Regions from separate parts of the Mus musculus genome. Here region 1 is linked to region 2. A link is a contact called in public HiChIP or PLAC-seq data. All regions are on one chromosome and are shown on one strand. Each heading gives the region's core, a stretch centred on a gene start, on an enhancer-like site or on the middle of the called end of the contact. The rest is flanking DNA. Distances are from core to core; before and after follow the strand shown. Region 1 has its middle 60 kb from the start of 4930449C09Rik. Region 2 has its middle 9.8 kb from the start of Gm22521.

The links. HiChIP or PLAC-seq counts read pairs in DNA pulled down with a chosen protein or histone mark.
Region 1: a contact with region 2 is called in a BATF HiChIP or PLAC-seq map of CD8 T cells, with 9 read pairs. The contact joins two enhancer-like sites. A contact is called at or near these places in 3 of 39 promoter capture datasets (3T3-L1-derived adipocytes, HPC-7-derived erythroid cells and liver), 4 of 15 datasets of contacts at CTCF or cohesin (CD8 T cells, the NIH/3T3 cell line, large pre-B cells and 1 more), 30 of 484 Hi-C or Micro-C datasets (the 63-12 cell line, the AML12 cell line, B cells and 18 more) and 10 of 115 datasets of contacts at active chromatin or transcription factors (the 230-238 cell line, CD8 T cells, T-cell acute lymphoblastic leukemia and 7 more).

The regions. Positions count from the first base shown.
Region 1 is chr15:63,656,867-63,659,566 of GRCm38.p6, forward strand. No RefSeq gene overlaps it. Among named protein-coding and RNA genes, the nearest start is that of 4930449C09Rik, 60 kb to the right of the region's middle. Within about 2 kb of position 1,330, at least 58 of the 459 cell types and tissues checked have an H3K27ac peak or open chromatin away from gene starts, as enhancers often do. A contact at or near this core is called in CD8 T cells, where this site is marked.
Region 2 is chr15:62,801,619-62,804,318 of GRCm38.p6, forward strand. No RefSeq gene overlaps it. Among named protein-coding and RNA genes, the nearest start is that of Gm22521, 9.8 kb to the left of the region's middle. Within about 2 kb of position 1,348, at least 12 of the 459 cell types and tissues checked have an H3K27ac peak or open chromatin away from gene starts, as enhancers often do. A contact at or near this core is called in CD8 T cells, where this site is marked.

The DNA.
Region 1 (2,700 bases), core at 80-2,579, 860 kb after region 2:
CTTGGCACCAAGGGTCCTTACCTACTGACCCATCTTACCATCCCTTGAATCTAAAATAAGCCAAAATAATTTCACAGCAAAAGCATGTCCCATGCAGCATCAAGACAGATGTGTTTGTTATATTATACATGTGATTATTTTTTCCTTTTTTTATCATTTCCAAATCTTTTTAATTAGGTATTTTCTTCATTTACATTTCATATGCTATCCCAAAAGTCCCCCATACCCTTCCTCCCACTCCCTTACCCACCCACTCCCACTTCTTGGCCCCTGTGCTGGGGCATATAAATTTTGCAAGACCAAGGGGTCTCTCTTCCCAATGATGGCCGACTAGGCCATCTTCTGCTACGTATGCAGCTAGAGACAAGAGCTCCGGGGGTACTGGTTAGTTCATATTGTTGTTCCTCACATTTAACTGCATATCCTGGAGGAACAGGCAGCCAGAACCGTGTGAGATAGAGCCACATAGGTGAAAGGCAAAAACATCTTGTTTGGTGGTCAGCTCTAGTGGGGGTAGTACTACTACCACTGACCTAGATAGGGCAGGTGCAGCACTAAGACCTGGCATCTGATCCAGCCCAGCCCTGCAATGGGACTCACAGGACCATCATCTTTTAAAGCCTCCGTATCTAACTTCTAGGATGGTGACTGATGTCAATCAGTTATTGGGGCCCAGAGACATGACACCCAGCCACCACATTCTTGAAGTGACAAAGTGTTAGAAACAAGATCTGAGTAAGCCCAGTTAGCCTCTGTCTTTCGGCAGAGTCAACTTCATAAGGTTCCTCTGGGGACTCTTCATCATGATACCTGGTATCCATTCCACAAGGAGATGGAAAGCCATGGCTTTGTGCTAATTCCTGAAACGGCTTCCTGACACCATGCTGCAAGAAGGAGGTGTCCACAGGAGCAGAAGACGACTAGCCCATGTTGCCTTTCATTGCATCTAGAGTATCTAGGTGGCATGAGGCTTTCCTGTCAGGGCCCTGCCCCTTCTCCGGTCCCTCTGGATAGTTAACCCCTGGACATAAGCTTGAATAACCTGTGACCTCACATGTGGTCCACTCCAAGGACCACTTTTGGCTCCATCTCTCTTGGGACCTAGCCAGAAGTGGTTTGTGGAAAGACAAGAGGGTTGGACAAGTGTGAATGGAGGCCGCCCTCCAATGGTCACACCCGAGCCCACCCCCACCCCAGCCTCAATTCAGTTAAAGATTGCAGGAAGTGGTTTGTCCGTTTAGAAGTCATCGCAGCCCTGAGGCCCTTCTGAGAAATGAACTTGCAGTTCTCTAAAGATAGATTGTGCAAAACAGAAGGGGGTAAGCCCCCAAGGACCCTCCAACAGCAGCTCTCTGGAGACTGTAGAAATCGCCTTGGGGGCCTCCAGGCCCACCCCACTCCTTTAGAGCAGCTGTCATCCCCGAATGGTCCAAATCAACACCTCACTCTTGTGCAAAGCTCAGGTTTCTGAATATCTAGCTAGCCAATTTTGTTCTGAGGAGGCGGCAGCGGCTTTTAAAGGGGGGCAGGGGTGGGGAGTAGTTGAAGACTGTGGGGGGAGGGTTCTCAGTTGTTCCTGTCACTCATTTTCCATGCATTCCAACTGTAATTTCAAACGACCTCTGGGTTGTCTGAAACCATGTGATTTGACACGAGGTTAACCGAGAGTTTAGGCCCCGCGCCAAACATCACGGTTTTCACACCCAAAACAGGTGATGGGATCCAGGAGAGTGAGGTGAAGTGAAGGAGGAGACATAGCCCCCTGATAGAGAGATTAATGAGGAAGTAAGTGTTTGGTTTAGCCTGTATGTAGTGTGAGAATACAGAGGCGATTCGCTCAGAAATTGAAATTTTCTAGCAATCAGATAGGGCTGGCCTTGTCATATTGCTATCTTATTGTGGACAATGAGTTATTAGGTAGTTGCTTCTAGAAAGGGGGTAAATATATCAAGAAAGCTAAAAAGGCTGGCGCCAGCCATGTTCCCGGTCTATTATTTTAACCCCTCTGCTCAAAACTGTTCCTCTTCTTAAAAGTCCCTCTGTGTTTCTTCCTGGATTGTGAGTTTTCTCAGTGCTGGGTATACAGAGCTCAGTGCCTAGGGTGGGAGTAGAGAAACGATGGACAGAGATTATTTACTGATTGCAAAGCATGAGTCTGCAAAGGAGTCTTCAAAGTTGCCTGGAGAGCAGGGAACTGGGAATTTGAACCTTCTGGAGTAGACGGCAGCTGAGCTAGGTTTAGAAAGGCAAATTCACCAGGCAAAGTGGATAAGGCTGCTTCTACTGTAAGCATCCAACCCACCAAAAGGCCTAACATAGTCCAAATGAGCTCTGTAGTTACTCGGAAGCAAAGAATGTGGGCCACACTGGGATCGGAGACACCTAAAGCATTTGGCAATGAGATTCCAGTGGACAAAGATCTAACTCCGAGTTCCCCATACCCAAGTAGGCTGTGTGAATCCACCCAGAACCCTGTGGGAAGCAGACACCATGCTGGGTTCTTGGGAGCTTGAGTCCCACCAATCAAATTCCTTCGGCCAAAGCATCAGCATCATTGACCACCCTGCCCCCTGGAGTTCATGACTATTTACTCCATCTTGCCCATCCCAAAGCCCAACCCCAAGCAACCACCTGAAACCACAGGACATGCTGTAAATCTCAGCTGCCTCCTATCTGCCTCCTGCCTACCTCCCAAGGTAC
Region 2 (2,700 bases), core at 98-2,597:
GAACAGACTGACCATTTCCCTCTAGTGTGGAGACTTTTAGGACTCTGTGTAATCTTCTCAATTTATTTCAAAGTTGGTGTTTTAAAGATATTTCCAGGATTATCCCATCACGGTTATTTGGATTGCTTTTGGCTGTTTTACAAATCCACAAAGGTGCTTGTGGTAGGAACTTTTCTCAAAGCTCTCACAATGAGAAATCGCTGGTACAGCCTCCATCCTCTACCCCATTGTGAGTATGGGAAGTTATTCAAAGGCTTTTAGGTTGGCTGTATGCCAAGAGAGGATGACTGTTACCTGTAATCAGATTCTTCAAGCTCATTTCAATCCCCCCTAAGGACCCTACAAATTGTCTTTCCAGGCAAATTTAGGAATGATTGTCTGGAGCCATTCTAAAAATCTTGCTAATTTACTGATCCACTCCTGTCCTGTTTAGTTTATTGTTTATTATTTTTATTAATAGCACTTAAATTCACCTTGAAACGCTGAAACTGAAGAATTTCCTTGCATCAGGTGAGTGAGTCTGTTGTTTTATCTGTGACAGATTGTCTTGGTTAATAATCAGAATGAGAAAATCCAGTACAGTGAATGGCACTATCCTTAGGCAGATGAGGAAGCCAGAGACTTAACCAGTAAGTAGTACTCCTCTATGGCTTCAGTTTCTACCCTGACTTTACTCAATTATGGACTATACCCTGGAAGTATAAATCAAACAAATATTTTCACCCACCCACTAAGTTTGTTTTTCTTAGACTGTCTTGTTACAGAAGGAGAAAAAACAAGCTTGCACAAGCTCCTAAACTTTTCTCAGAAACGTAAAGGTATCATTGGACGTAAAGACAATTTCCAATGAGCTTTTCAACCCTTTGATTATCATGAATCATTGACAAATTGAACAAAAAGAGCCAAGTGTGCTTTATATGTAAACAAAATATTGGAAGAGTGGATTATTACAGCTCTCTTAAAATAGAGTTTCCTGGAAGAGTTCTGTGGAACATATGTATATTTATCTCAACTCTCATTTGAAATCTGAACTCCCACATGATGTCAGTTTGCTTAGGTCATTTAAACTCTCAAGGCCTGTGCATGAGCATTTTTAGAGTGAGGGGCAGTTGAGGAGACCTCTGGTAAGTTCTGTGTTAGCTACAACATTCAGTGATTCTAGTCTTTTGGTATTAAAGACCATTTCTTTGGATTTTGTTTTTCTTTTACTGAAAGTTCCACCTTACCCTGCAAAGCTCCTCAGCCAGAATAGACTAGATTTAAATTTGTAGGCTTATAATATTTCAGAGTTCAAAGGCACTGTCAGGTCACAGAGCTCAACTCTATGGTGATACATAATACCTTCTCCAACACCTCCACCAAGTGGCCAAGCAGTCTGTATTCCACAGGTAGGAGCATGCCTGTTGGTACTCACCACATCCATTCTATGCCAAACAGCATTTGCTCTAAACCTCCCTATGACTTTGAGGTTCTTTCTCCAGTTTTTCCCAAAGCAGGTGTCTCTCTTGTTTCACAAGGACACCTAAATTCTACCTTTATGCTCAATTTACTGTTTTTTTTTTTTCTTTTTAAACAAAGCATTTCTTCAGTCATTTGAAAATGATCAATCCAAACCCTTAGCTCTAGAAAAGGTAACTCGGCTCTTTGGATCTTTGGAGCATCCTTGTTCTGAGAGTGTCCCTAGTTCTGATCACTGTCTTCGTAATTTGGCACAGATTACCAACTTCCATTTGACTGCCTCTCAGTAATCAGTTAAGTATCCAAGTAATTTGGGATGGCAAAATTTCAAAGCTGGCTTTCATCAAAAACAAAAGAATCTGATAGGAAACTGGTACAGAAGCTGACGAAAATATAGAACCGAAGCGATGCTAGGAACAGAACAGTCATTTCTGTTGGGTATCTTGAGCCCCAACTTCAGTGCATTGCCTTCAGTAATATACTAACTCTCCCCGCCTGTGATGTTTAAGTTACCTTTAGAAGATTGACATCTAAGGAATTTAAGGTTTTTTTTTTTCATGTTGAAAAGTAGTTAATCAATACCTCAAATGGAAGAAATATTTCAGACATACTGTATAAGAAATAAAGTTATGGAAGGACTGAAGGAGCTGAAGGGGACTGCAACCCTATAGGGGGAAAAAAACAGTATCAACTAACTGGTCTCTCCAGGGACCAAGCCAAGCAAAGAGTATACATGGGTAAGTCCATGGCTCCCACTACATATGTAGGAGAGGATTGCCTTATCTGGCATCAACAGGAGCAGAGATGCTTGGTCTTCTGGAGGCCTGTTGTACCATCGAAGGAGGGTGCTAAAGAGGTGAGGCAGGATTGGGTAGGTGGGTGGGAGAGTACCCTATTAGAGGCAAAGGAAAGTGAAGATGGAATGAGATGTTTACAGAGAGGAAACTGGGAATGAGCACGTTTGAAAAATAATAATAAGTAAGTAAACTAAAAAAACACTCTCTTTCTACAAATAAATGGAAAGCATTAAAAAATCTGGCTCCCTAATTACTTTTCAAGAGAAACTACTTTTGAAATTTCTTTAGAGAGCAGATTTCCAGACTGAGACTACTAGACAGAAATACCACCGAATGGCAGAGTGTTTTCATGTCCCTCTGTAGGAGTATAGATGAGTCTTCTGTGCTTTACTCTTTTTCCTATGGTAGTTCATCCAGCTGACAAGGGTCCTTAGAAAGTGTTTGT